3 separate regions of the Mus musculus genome follow, and all the other regions are linked to region 2. Evidence: chromatin contacts called from public Hi-C data. All regions are on one chromosome and are shown on one strand. Each heading gives the region's core, a stretch centred on a gene start, on an enhancer-like site or on the middle of the called end of the contact. The rest is flanking DNA. Distances are from core to core; before and after follow the strand shown. Region 1 overlaps Snd1 (staphylococcal nuclease and tudor domain containing 1). Region 2 overlaps Snd1 (staphylococcal nuclease and tudor domain containing 1). Region 3 overlaps Snd1 (staphylococcal nuclease and tudor domain containing 1).

Region 1 (4,119 bases), core at 85-2,584, 130 kb after region 2:
AGGACATTAAAACAGTTAATGTGAGCAGGGCGTGGTAGCACATGCCTTTTATCCAGACATTTAGAATGCAGAGGGAGGTGAATCTACATAGCAAGTTCTAGGGCAGCTAGAACCAGACCCTGTATCAAAAAAAAAAAAAAAAAAAAAAAAAAAAAAAAAAAAAAAAAAAAAAAAAAACCCCACAACAACAACAACAACAACAAAAAAAAGTTAAAATGAGGACCAGTCTACCTCACTATTTAAAAGCCTTGACAAGTCTCCTTAAATATGTATCTATAAATATCAGCAAGAAAATATGCCAATGAAAGCATCAACTGATTTAAATTCTAGAAGCAGGACACGAGTCTTGCTTAAACTGCACAAATGTAGTTTGTAGAGTACACCACGGCATTACAGAAACAGTTTAAATGTTGTTGTTGCTCAAGCAAAGTAGAAGGCGGTTTTGTTGTTGCCCCTTTCTGAGGTAGTGAATTCATGTTCAAGAAGCTGCTCTTTCTGGATGAACCACAGCAAGGCAGCTAAATGAGAGACAATTTAACAACGCTAAGAATTCACGACGGGTTCGTGTTGCATGGAAAGCCACAGCAAGGCTTTACAAGCGACACAAGGTACACAAGGAGCTCCTGTGAGGCTAACATGACAGGCGCAGGAGCGAGCCACCAACCAAGCTGCCTAGACTGTTCACTAGGAGAGACTCTTCATTTGAAATACAAGGGGTCACCTCTTATTTCCTGTAGGAGAATCCATTCCTGGGAGAGAGATCATCGAGTGGAGATGGAAGAACCTAGGATGGGGGAGGGATCCAAATAAAATGCAAAAGCAAGCACAGCCATGATCACACCTGCAGGGACATCTACTAAGAGCGAGATGAGGAAAGAGAACAGAAACAACGGGACTCTGCCAGAGAGCACCTGCTTCCCTGAGTACATGCGAGCAGATCTATAACACAGACAGGCAGGACAGGACGAAACACTACCGCTCCAGCCCTCAGAACACATTTCTTGCTAGGTGATGTGGTAAGAAACGAAAGGCTGCAGGGTTTTACTGCACTGAGTTTTACATTTGTCAGTTTCCTTCAACAGTATCAGGCTCATTTCTATCTTCTTGGATTGAGAACTCTCCTTACAAGAGGAACTGCCTTCCTCTACCTGCTGTTCTTTACCCAGAGGAGCAGTCATCTTCCACAGCTCTGCTATTTCTAGATCCAGGCAGCCCAGAACTAACTAAGCTCCCCTGCAGATAAGCCTGCCTGAGCTGAAGGAGTCAGCTACTCTTCCTCAGAGGAGGACTGGAGTAGGCAAAGCAGGCGGAGTGAGGCGAAAAGCTTTTAGAGGGAGGAGGTGGGGCTCAGAGCAATCTTCCAGGCAAGCCACAGTTGTGCTCTGACAGAAAGGCTCCAAGTAGCTCAGGCGGCAGGAAGGAACTCGGACATTTTCCTGGGAAAACGCTGAGTTGGAGGTTTAACACACGCTGGAAGGGACCAGCAAAGTGCTACCAGAACTTCCTCCCTTTTTATAAGAAATCACAAGTGGATACAATAAGGTGAGTTGAATGATGTGAAGTCTCCCTGCTAACTGGGCTAATAATCTGGATATCCCTACCGTCAAACTAGCACATGACACTGTCTGTCGATCTGCCATGTAAACACAGTGAGCTCTCTCCCATCCGCTGCAGTAAAAGGTAAAGAAGCTCCAATGAGGGTACTCAATACACCTGCACCCCAACTCATAGGGCCTGGGCCTCAAGACCAAGCCTGGAGGAGCAGAAGGCTGACAAGGGAACCCTGCACACACCAGCAATCCCTTACAAAGTTCCACCTACAGCTCCTGCACACCAGTCATCTAAAACTAGCCATCCAGCTGGAGAAGCAGATGCTAAGCAAACTTCATATGAATAAGGAGGAGGCTTTCTCCTAATTGCAGCCCACCTTACAAAAGGCAGCCACCCAAGGAAAGAGTCTGGGCCTCCTGGTCTTCTGGTGGACTAATGGCAGAATCACAGTTAAGGGTCAATGTACTCTGCCAATCTGCAGCCAAAGACTATGAGCAGGAGCTACTGAGAATTCAAGCACCTTATAAAACTGAGTACCAACTACATGGTTAGCCTGCAATAGACTTGAAGAAATGAGGAATCTACTTGACCCAGAAAATCAAACTGCATAGAGACAGAAAAAAGAAAGCAAGCAAGCGAGCAGAAACTAGAAATTATAACCATCTAATGTATAGATTTTCCAGACTCTGCGTTGACAGAAGCAGAAACTGAGGACCAGTGTGGGGCCAGCAAGCCTATCAGATGCCCTACATCACACGCTGCTGCTGCTGCTGCTCAGCCTTACCGAGGGCCACACAACAAAACAAGGACAGACTGATGCCAAGCAGAGAAATGACAGAGTAAAGAACACCGAGTTTCTACAATGTCTTCACGGCTAAGCTGAACAGAGGTCTGGTTGCAAAGCAGCCCTCCACCAAGGTGGACATAAATAAGATTCTGTAAGCCAATCCAGCTACACAGCATAATAGTGGGTGGATTAGAACTATAAAATGTGAACGCCCTATAAAATGACTGCAAATATTCAAAGAAAGGCTAAAATGAAAAGTGACACCAAAAATATGCCTAACCAATAGGCCTGTCAGTTGCTGGGGAAAGAGCAAGCATCTGTGTCCTTCAGCTTCCCTTTCTAGTCAGCGCTGAAAAGCCTTTACTGAGAACAGTGGGGGCAAAGCACCACCATCCATCATTCCATCCACCATCCACCTGCTGGCCAACACTCTCTCACACGCACACGCACACTCACACACACACACGCACACGCCTAAAATTATAAACATCTTGTTAATAAAAACAATTCCTCAGAACCACAGAGTCTAGAATACATGAGGAACTTAAATGTTTGGTTTCTAAACAGAACAAAAATTCTCCCAGCCCAAAGCTAATTAGCCCACCAAGGAATGAAGCCTACAGCTCTGGCCTGCAAAACTGCAAAGCATTGGATGGCTGCACTAAACTTGCCTTGAATATAAATGTTACATTTTTTAAAAAAAAGTAATTTATCTAAACACAGTGTAGGTAGTTCTGCAATCAGCACCTCATAAATAAAGAGAGAAAGATGACGGGAAAAGCTCTCTAATTGATTTTAAAATTAGTTCCAGCAAAGAAATAATCTGACAACCAGCAAGGTCGACAACAGAAGAGGGAAAAAAACAGCCCTGAGTAAAAAGTCCACCTAAAGACGTCGATGAATCAACATACCCGAGAGAAGACATTTGGAAAACCCTGAGTAAGAACAGAGGTGTTAAAAGACAGAGTCAAATAGGGACTGATCTTCAAAGACACGTAAAATCCTGAAAATAACCCCGCTGGGTGGATTGAACTCAAGCTACACTGTGCTAAAAGAATGTACATTAAGGGGAAACCATACAGAAAGAGGCAGGGCTGGTTAAGCAATGGCAGAAGTTAGGCTAAAACAGAGTGGGGAAATGATGTAGCTGCCAACATCTAATCCAGGTGTAAACTATCCAGCAAAACCAAGCAATGCAATTAAGAGGGAAGGGAGAAACCAGGGAAGCAAAGACGCCCTCCTGGGACTTATGAACCCAGGACAGGAGCCCCAGCTGAACAGAGCTAGCAGAGGCATCCAGAGATTAACAGAGGGTTTCGAGTAGGCAAAATGATGCCCACTCAAAAGCAATCTATGAAATTACTTCTCATGCCTCAGCAGACATGATTTAAACATTTGATAATTGTCTACTATGGTCATAGTACTCTCTACAAGATTCGGAAAGGGGAGATAAAGATGAGAAATGGCATTCCTGCCCTCAGCGGTGCTTAGACTTCACAGAGAAAAGCAGGCATGCACATCAACAGGTATCATGCTGGAGAGAAGGAAGGGCCTGTGTGTACAGAAAGAAGTCTCTGACCTAACAGGATTCTTAAGAACCTGAGCAAGACAGAGGGCACAGAGAGAGGTCAGAGAACAGTAAATGATGGTGCCGCCAACTCCAGAAACAACAGAGAATCACTACAGCTCAACGAGACTGAGAAGTGGAAAGAAACATGAACACACAGCATGAGCAAGATTTAGATAAGTTGAAAATGTTACAACTGTGTGATAGTGATGAT
Region 2 (3,986 bases), core at 505-3,004:
CACAGGTAGGACAGTCACTTTAAATGGTTACTGTGAAAGAGTATGGCTGTTAAGAAAGAAAGAAAGAAAGAAAGAGAGAGAGAGAGAGAGAGAGGGAGGGAGGGAAGGAGGGAGGGAGGGAGGGAGGGAGAGAGAGAGAGAGAGAGAGAGAGAGGAGGGAGGGAGGGGGTAAAAGGGAAAGGGAAAGGGAAGAAGACAAAGAAATCATGGCTAGATGCTCAAACCAACTGGAAATTTGCTTCTCAGTTACTGGTTCTTCCACCCCCTAAACAGCAGAAGTGAATACCCCATCTGTCAGTCTTAGATGGCCAAGAAGAAATACATGAAAGAAACAGAACACCAATTGTCTCATGACACTGCTTTCCAGAAGGACCAGGTACTTGGCAAAAAGAGAGTAAACAAAACTTACCAACATCATGGCTTGAGCTGGAGGCAGAGTTTACACTAACCATAGCAGCTCAACCCCTAAATAGAGTTGGAATAGGAGAAATTACCAGATCCATAAAAGGCTGTTCTTACACATGAGGAGTGATAGAATGAACATCTGTAAGGGTTTCCATTTCCCTTGCTACCTACAACTCTGCTGGGGCCTGATCTGTGAGGACAGGAAAATGCTGGTTTGGGAGCCTTCTGTTTCATCTACAGGCGTCCTCTGTCACTGAAATCACCAAGTAAAGACTTAATGCCAGCTCTGCTCCAGAGCTACAAAGCAAGAACCCATAGGCATAAAACCACTATTTCTAAAACTCCAAGCCTTAGCACTTATTTTTAATTGGGGGCATGGTCTATTGTTTTTTTCCAAGTATCTCACGGGATTCAAAATAAGCTTTGTGAAAAACAGTAGTCAGAATCTTTTTTAAAAATATACTCAAGTTCTAAAAAGATGAAAGGCCAAGAATGACTGAGCATAGTTTAAGCCCCACCTCCCTGAAGAATCATAGAGTTGCTAGTACACCTGATCTTGAGAAAGACGTATAGGTAGGGAACAGACTAAATGCCATTAATTGCTTCAGAAATAGTGATGCACTCCGGATGCAGGTTGCAAGGAAGTAGAGAATCAGTTGTATAGCAACAAGGGAGAAGATCCCTCATCTTTTACTTCTTTACAACAGAACTCGCCAGCTGCCATACTGCAGTTCCTAGGCAGCTACAGTGACAAGAGCACCCCCCCCCCCCATGTGTACACATCATTTGGAAGTAAGGGAGGCTAGTTCTCAGCCTCTCTAAAGAACAGCGACAAATAACTCATGGCCGCTGTGACAAAACCAGGCCTACGTATCCAGTTTATTATTAGCCTGACATTAAACACCACTTAAAAACAAACAAAACCACCCACCCACACAAACACATACCCCAAGATGGAAAATTACACAATGGCATCTGGAATGATCAACTCTGATGAAGAAACTGGAACCAGGCAGACCCTGTGATGTCCAAAGTAGGGATGGGACAGTCCCAGCCCCTCTCACATTCCTGATGGCGTGTGCAAACACTGCTTCTGTCACAGCAAAGGACTGTAATGACAATCTGGATTCTGGAAGGCTGTCAGGAGCACCAAGCACTACTGAACTCAATCATTTTTGATAAGATAGAACAAAATTGTTTTGGCACACATTGATTCTCAGGGAGAAAACTTAAATTAAGTTTTTGTCTTGTTTAGATGCTAGAAAAAAGGCAGACTTTCCACCTTGCCCCATTACAGTTCATGGTCACAGCCCAGTCAGCTGGCACAAGCAAAGGCGGAGTATGCTTTTGCTCTCCAGAATTTATTAGCACCTGGACCAATTCCAAGGTCTACCTTTTATTGAGGCCTAAAGGGTGGCAGCTTCTGTAAACTTTTACTTCTATACAGAGTCTAGAAGGTCTATAATTAAGAGTTATAGAAATAAGAGCCAGGGAAACTGAACTATACTCGGAAATGAAAATATGGGTGGGGAATCAGGCCAAGGGTTTTCCTAAGAATTGAAGAACAGAATTTTCTGTTTTACTTAATGAGTTGTCTTTCTAGTGTGAACCACAACCGAGCCCAACAAAAGGTTAAGGGGTTTTCAAACACCCCATTCCGTCCTTCCTTTCCTTTGAGAGAGAAGTGACTTGGCTCCATGCTTTGAAGTAGAATAAGCCACTAAGGAGACTCTGGCTAACCTTCTCTTGATCCGATGTTTCCAAAGCTGCAGATTGTGCTAAATGACACATGACAACACAAATATTTCAGAGAAGGAAGGTTTGAACAGTGTCAGGGTAGGGCGCAGCACAGTTACTTCTTGGTTAAAAAAGAAACTTGTTTTTAAGGAGGAGGAGGATGGCAGGAGAACTGATACATGCTCCCCTTGCTACTGACTTGACACTGAGAGTTGATAAATCACAATTTCAACACAAAGGAAGCACAAATTAGAGCAACTGCCTGCTGATTCTCTATTTATTTGTAAGCAGATACATCAGGAGGCCAAAGGCTCTAAAGAAAATCCACTGAAAAGCCCTGAAAAGGTAGGCTCAAACTTCTCCACTATTGTCACTGCTCTCAGCTTCTACCTTTATGTCTGAGCCAGTCATGTTTACACTAAATCTCTCCCTATTTCTTATCTCTCCATATTCTAATTCATTTTCACTGGAGGCAGAAAAATTTATAAAGACTTCAAGACAGAGAATGCCAGTCTGCCCAGCGCGTTACACTGATAGCCTTCCACATTTGCCACTTCTTAGCTGGCAGGCACCTAGTGCACAAAGGGAAGGTAGCCAGCACGGTTCCTGGCGTCATTAAATTGCAATGGTATGTGAAGTTTCCTGAAATGCTGAGAATAGCACAGTCCACTTGTCTACATTTATGCAATAACTTGGCAATCATTACTGTCTATGTGAACAAAGTTCTTTACTATCAAACAGAGAGTCAAATCTAGACCATAATCCAACAGGACATGTTTGGTGGTCTTTGGGAGGCAGATATTAAGGGAGGTGGTGTAGGACTTGAACACAGGACCTAAACATAGTAGGCAAAGAAGCATTCTACCTCCCAATGATCATTCAGTTCACGGAATATGCTAATACATGTGCTGATTTGTTTGTTAGGGAATAGGATCCGTGGCTGGGCTCATAAGTAAATGTGAGAAACAAGAAAAGTATGGCACATAAAATATGGAAGAAAATTTGCTGTAAATCAGGAATAACTGAGGAATGGGATTGGCTAGAAATGTGAGGGGGTGACTGGGAGGAGAGATGCCCTTAGGTCACCAGTGACTGCTGAGCGGAGAGAGTGCTGGGCTGAACACATTACCGCATTTATAAGAGTGGTTTTATAATAGCACCATTAATATCTCTAACTTACAGACAATAAACTGAGACCCAAGATTATACAGCCATCTAAAGGTAAAATAGAGGTTTTTACCTTCATGTCTGTTTACCTCCAAAGTCTACATGGGAATAAAAAACCCCACAGAGATCCAAATTTCTCATCTGTGCTACTATTGGGCTTGGGAGAGACAGAGAGAAATCAAACCGCTTTTTTTTTAACCTTTCTGAAAATGTTTCTATAATTTCTATTACTTTTTTATATTTTTTAATAGGTATTTTCCTCATTTACATTTCCAATGCTATCCCAAAATTCCCCCATACCCTCCCCCCACTCCCCTACCCATCCACTCCCACTTCTTGGCCCTGGCGTTCCCCTGTACTGAAGCATATAAAGTTTGCATGACCAATGGGCCTCTCTTTCCACTGATGACCGACTAGGCCATCTTCTGATACATATGCAGCTAGAGACACGAGCTCTGAGGGTACTGGTTAGTTCATATTGTTGTTCCACCTATAGGGTTGCAGACCCCTTTAGCTCCTTGGATACTTTCTCTAGCTCCTCCATTGGGGGCCCTGTGATCCATCCAATAGCTGACGGTGAGCATCCACTTCTGTGTTTGCTAGGTCCTGGCATAGTCTCACAAGAGACAGCTATATCAGGGTCCTTTCAGCAAAATCTTACTAGTGTATGCAATGAT
Region 3 (3,613 bases), core at 27-2,526, 110 kb after region 2:
TTCCTATTAGCACAAGTTTCCAGTCAGATCATCTTGCCCAAAGCACATGCTACTCCAGAAGAATTGAAACCCAGCCTCTTCTCCATCAAACCCTTCGAGCCACTTGACAGGAAGTCATTATTCAGAAGCAGCCACTGGACTTTCAGCACTCTGCACTCTGAAGGGGGCTGCTATTTGTCCCTAAAAATCCAGGAGTGTGTCAAGATCTCTGGGTCAATACCCTGTTTATCTCCTTGTTGCCAAAGAACACACACAGGAGTTCAGGGAACAGCAGCTGATCAATACTGGCAGTCATGAGGGACTCTTCAGACAACACTAGGGACAGGAAGGTAGAGCTAGGTCTGGAAGCCTAGTGCCTTCATCAGATCTGACGGGTGGGTCACACTCAGGAGCCAAGGGGTCTTTACATTGTTTTAATAGGTTGAAAAAAAAAAGATGGATATTTAGAGAAATTACTTTTTCAATTTTAAATTTCAGGGTTAAAGTTAAATTTTTTCTTTGCATGTGCATACAGTAGATATTTGGATCTTTAGTGATTTCAGTCACAAAGCGGAGGTGAGTGGTTATAGAGATGTAATAGGTCTCAGAATTTAATACTGCTTCATTAGTTACGATTTAGACTTCCATGGAGGGGGAGGCAGTCCTCCTCCTCCTTCTCCTTAAGTTTCTCTCCTGCTGACAAATGGGAAGCAACATAAAAGTAGAGAGCTGAGCCCTGGAACAACCAAGACTACAGCAGAGCAGTATGGAGGGCAGTGGAGTGGATGGCCTGTCTCCCATACAGCTAGGATTTGCCAAGTGTGTGCTGCTGACTGGCAGGTGAAGACAGGCACTGCAGATCACAGGGCTGCTTACCTTCATGCTTATCCTCTCCACACTGCCATGTGCTCATCTTCAGTAGAGAGGAGAATGAAAATCACTCACCATTTACAGGCCACAGTGACCAGCACAACTCCTGCTATTCAGCTCTACAGCTGTTTGCAAAAACTACATCTTAAATGTTGACAAAAAAGAAAAGCTTAGATTGGAGAGGCCAAAATGCTACATCTAACAACATGGCTGGCTTTTCTGGATTTCTGCCAACACCCAGCCCCATCGATCAGATATTCACAGAGCAGCAAGTAAAAAGGAAGGGGAGCGGGAAGGCGCCAGCCTCACACCGGATGCTACTTAGGATTCAGGCAACAGCTGCACACCGGGTAATGCTCCCTGGAGCAGTCAGCTGGGGAGGCGCTGCGCCTCATCCTCACTAAGAGCTCAGGCTGCAAAACCGCACACGCTATTTGGACAGCCAATTGCCCATGACTAGGCCAGTGTCCACAGGGTGCTGAGTAACCAGGGAACGCAATAGGGTCATTTGTTCAGAACAACAATCCGGCAAAACTGCAAGGACTCTGTATATTTCAAATGCTCCTCTAGCCACAGATTTGCTATAACAGGGCACTGCTCTGAATCATACCAAACCTTACCCTTTTACCTGCAAACAAAGGAGGACACTGAAGCCAGTCTAGAATGTCACTAGGCCAAATCAAGACCGCTTCCCTTTCGCCAACATCCTTTCTCATTACTATACAAAGTTCCCTTGGAAAACCTTCTGAATCTAACCCCTGCCTCAACTCCTATATAAAATAAGGGAAAATAAAAAGGGTAGCATAAGAAAGTGGACACACACAGTACTGACAAAATGACAGCTTTACGGTCTGACATGTAAAACAATGCACATCACTATATCATGAAAAGCTCTAGCCTTCCTATGAATCCCATATCTGCAAACAGCCCTCCAGAGAAGCTACTTCTGTTTCTTTAGACCCAAGGGTAGCCATTTATAACCGTAGGTCCAGATCTGTACTTATATCTTTGAACAAGAGGGAGAAAATGCATGGACCTGGACAAAATAGAAATCAATGCCAAAGACATATAAAATAGAGTTGTTTGCTTATGATGCTTAGTTTTCCAGTTTGACTTCACAATCATCAAGGAAGCACTTAGTATGCCCTACCCCTCCAGGGCTATTAGTAAATCAAAACCACGCTACCATCCACAGATAGATACCTGTTACCATTACAAACAAGCCCAAGGAAAGCTAACTCGACTGGAAAGAATTTTCTTGAGTGTAGAAAAGAACAAAGTTATTTTTTTAAAGAAAGTTGTCAGATGTGGCTTTCTGCCTCTGTCCCTTCACTGTTAAAGTTCTCTAGTCTTATAACACACTTGGCAGTAAAACAGAACTTGACCTGACACTGTTACAAAACCTCACATGAAGAGATCCAAGTGACTTTTAAGTCTTTGTCCCATAACAGAAACATTCATGTTGTACTGGAGAAAAAGAAAAATCAGCGTTTAATTACAGGGGTGTTATTCACAACCCACTGAGGTAGGTATTATGTCATTACTACACCACAAGTGCTCTGTGTGACCTTTCTCTCTGTGTGTTTGCTGGGGCACATATGTACAAGCATGTCTTTGATTGCTCCACCTTCTATGTTGAGGCAGGGTTTCTCACTTGAACGGAGAGCTTGCCAGTTTGGCTAGCTGGTCAGCTTCCCAAGTAATGGGATCAAAGGCAGGCCACCAGACCCTACCAGCATTTCTACGACACTAGGGATTTGAGCTCAGGTCCTCATGCTCACACAGCAAGGGCTTCATGCATTAAGCTATTTCCCCAACTTCCCACATACCTTTTCAAAGACCCAGAACCTCCGAACGCAACCTAAGGATCTGAGACAAGGGGTGTAGATGTCTATTTCCTTAAGCTTCCTCTCACCTGTAGTCCAGCGGTCAAACTCTGCACTCACAGGAAACAACACACTGAAAGCATTTCGAGGTCTAGCCCAACCTTGTCAGTACTTAGTTTATGACCATCTGCAGCTGATAAAACCTCTGCTGGGTCGACAAGAAGCTTTTGTTCACCTTTAAAAAATTTCTTGTTGCTACACAAAACATTACTTTGGTAAACTGCCCTAATTTTTCATCTTTCTTTTACGATTTCTATTCAAAATTGGTTCCTCCAAATCAACATGCTTGCACCTGAATTTGTGGCTATTCAGTCTACTAAACCAACACTAGCAATTTTTATTCACCTGACTTCTATCCTCCAGATCAAAATATTAAATCTGTATAGACAACTGATCCAAAACCTATTCTCAATTTTAGGGGGGGAAAAAAAAAAATCAACAAATCTTTACAGGTTCTTTTTCCAAGGTCTGAACCATTACTAATAACACCAAAACTTTGACTGCAGAGTGAATGTTCCTAACATAAAACTGTAATCACACTGAATCCCGACTCAAAGACCTTCAATGATTTCTAAGCCAACAAAACAAAGCTAAAACAGAAGGACATTTCATAGCCTTTCAACTTTACCTTGACACTTACCTTCTTTTTTAAAATTATGTATATGTGGGAGGGAAGAGAGGGTACACATGAATTCTGGACAGAATGGGGTAGATCTCCTGGAGCTAGAATCACAGGCCATTGTGAACTGTCCAACATACAAGTGCGTGGAACTGAACTGAGGTCCTCTGCAAGAACAGCACGCTCTTGAGACATCTCTCTAGCCCCTACGTTGATCTCCTTAAAACCCAGTTGTATATCTGATCACCACGGAAGGCGC

What was found. Hi-C and Micro-C count contacts between places; a contact is called where the count stands out from the background.
Region 1: a Hi-C map of liver shows a contact between it and region 2, with 2.7 times the contacts expected there. The contact joins two enhancer-like sites. A contact is called at or near these places in 1 of 39 promoter capture datasets (hippocampal neurons), 5 of 484 Hi-C or Micro-C datasets (3T3-L1-derived adipocytes, liver, nephron progenitors and 1 more), 1 of 115 datasets of contacts at active chromatin or transcription factors (embryonic stem cells) and 1 of 9 other capture datasets (adipose tissue).
Region 3: a contact with region 2 is called in a Hi-C map of liver, with 2.1 times the contacts expected there. The contact joins two enhancer-like sites. A contact is called at or near these places in 3 of 484 Hi-C or Micro-C datasets (liver and nephron progenitors) and 1 of 9 other capture datasets (adipose tissue).

What each region holds. Positions count from the first base shown.
Region 1 is chr6:28,552,391-28,556,509 of GRCm38.p6, reverse strand. The region is part of intron 10 of Snd1 (staphylococcal nuclease and tudor domain containing 1); the gene reads right to left. Among named protein-coding and RNA genes, the nearest start is that of Snd1, 74 kb to the right of the region's middle. Within about 2 kb of position 1,334, at least 26 of the 459 cell types and tissues checked have an H3K27ac peak or open chromatin away from gene starts, as enhancers often do. A contact at or near this core is called in liver, where this site is marked.
Region 2 is chr6:28,679,494-28,683,479 of GRCm38.p6, reverse strand. The region is part of intron 12 of Snd1 (staphylococcal nuclease and tudor domain containing 1); the gene reads right to left. Among named protein-coding and RNA genes, the nearest start is that of Lrrc4, 150 kb to the left of the region's middle. Within about 2 kb of position 1,754, at least 27 of the 459 cell types and tissues checked have an H3K27ac peak or open chromatin away from gene starts, as enhancers often do. A contact at or near this core is called in liver, where this site is marked.
Region 3 is chr6:28,570,769-28,574,381 of GRCm38.p6, reverse strand. All of the region lies in intron 10 of Snd1 (staphylococcal nuclease and tudor domain containing 1), which reads right to left. Among named protein-coding and RNA genes, the nearest start is that of Snd1, 92 kb to the right of the region's middle. Within about 2 kb of position 1,276, at least 71 of the 459 cell types and tissues checked have an H3K27ac peak or open chromatin away from gene starts, as enhancers often do. A contact at or near this core is called in liver, where this site is marked.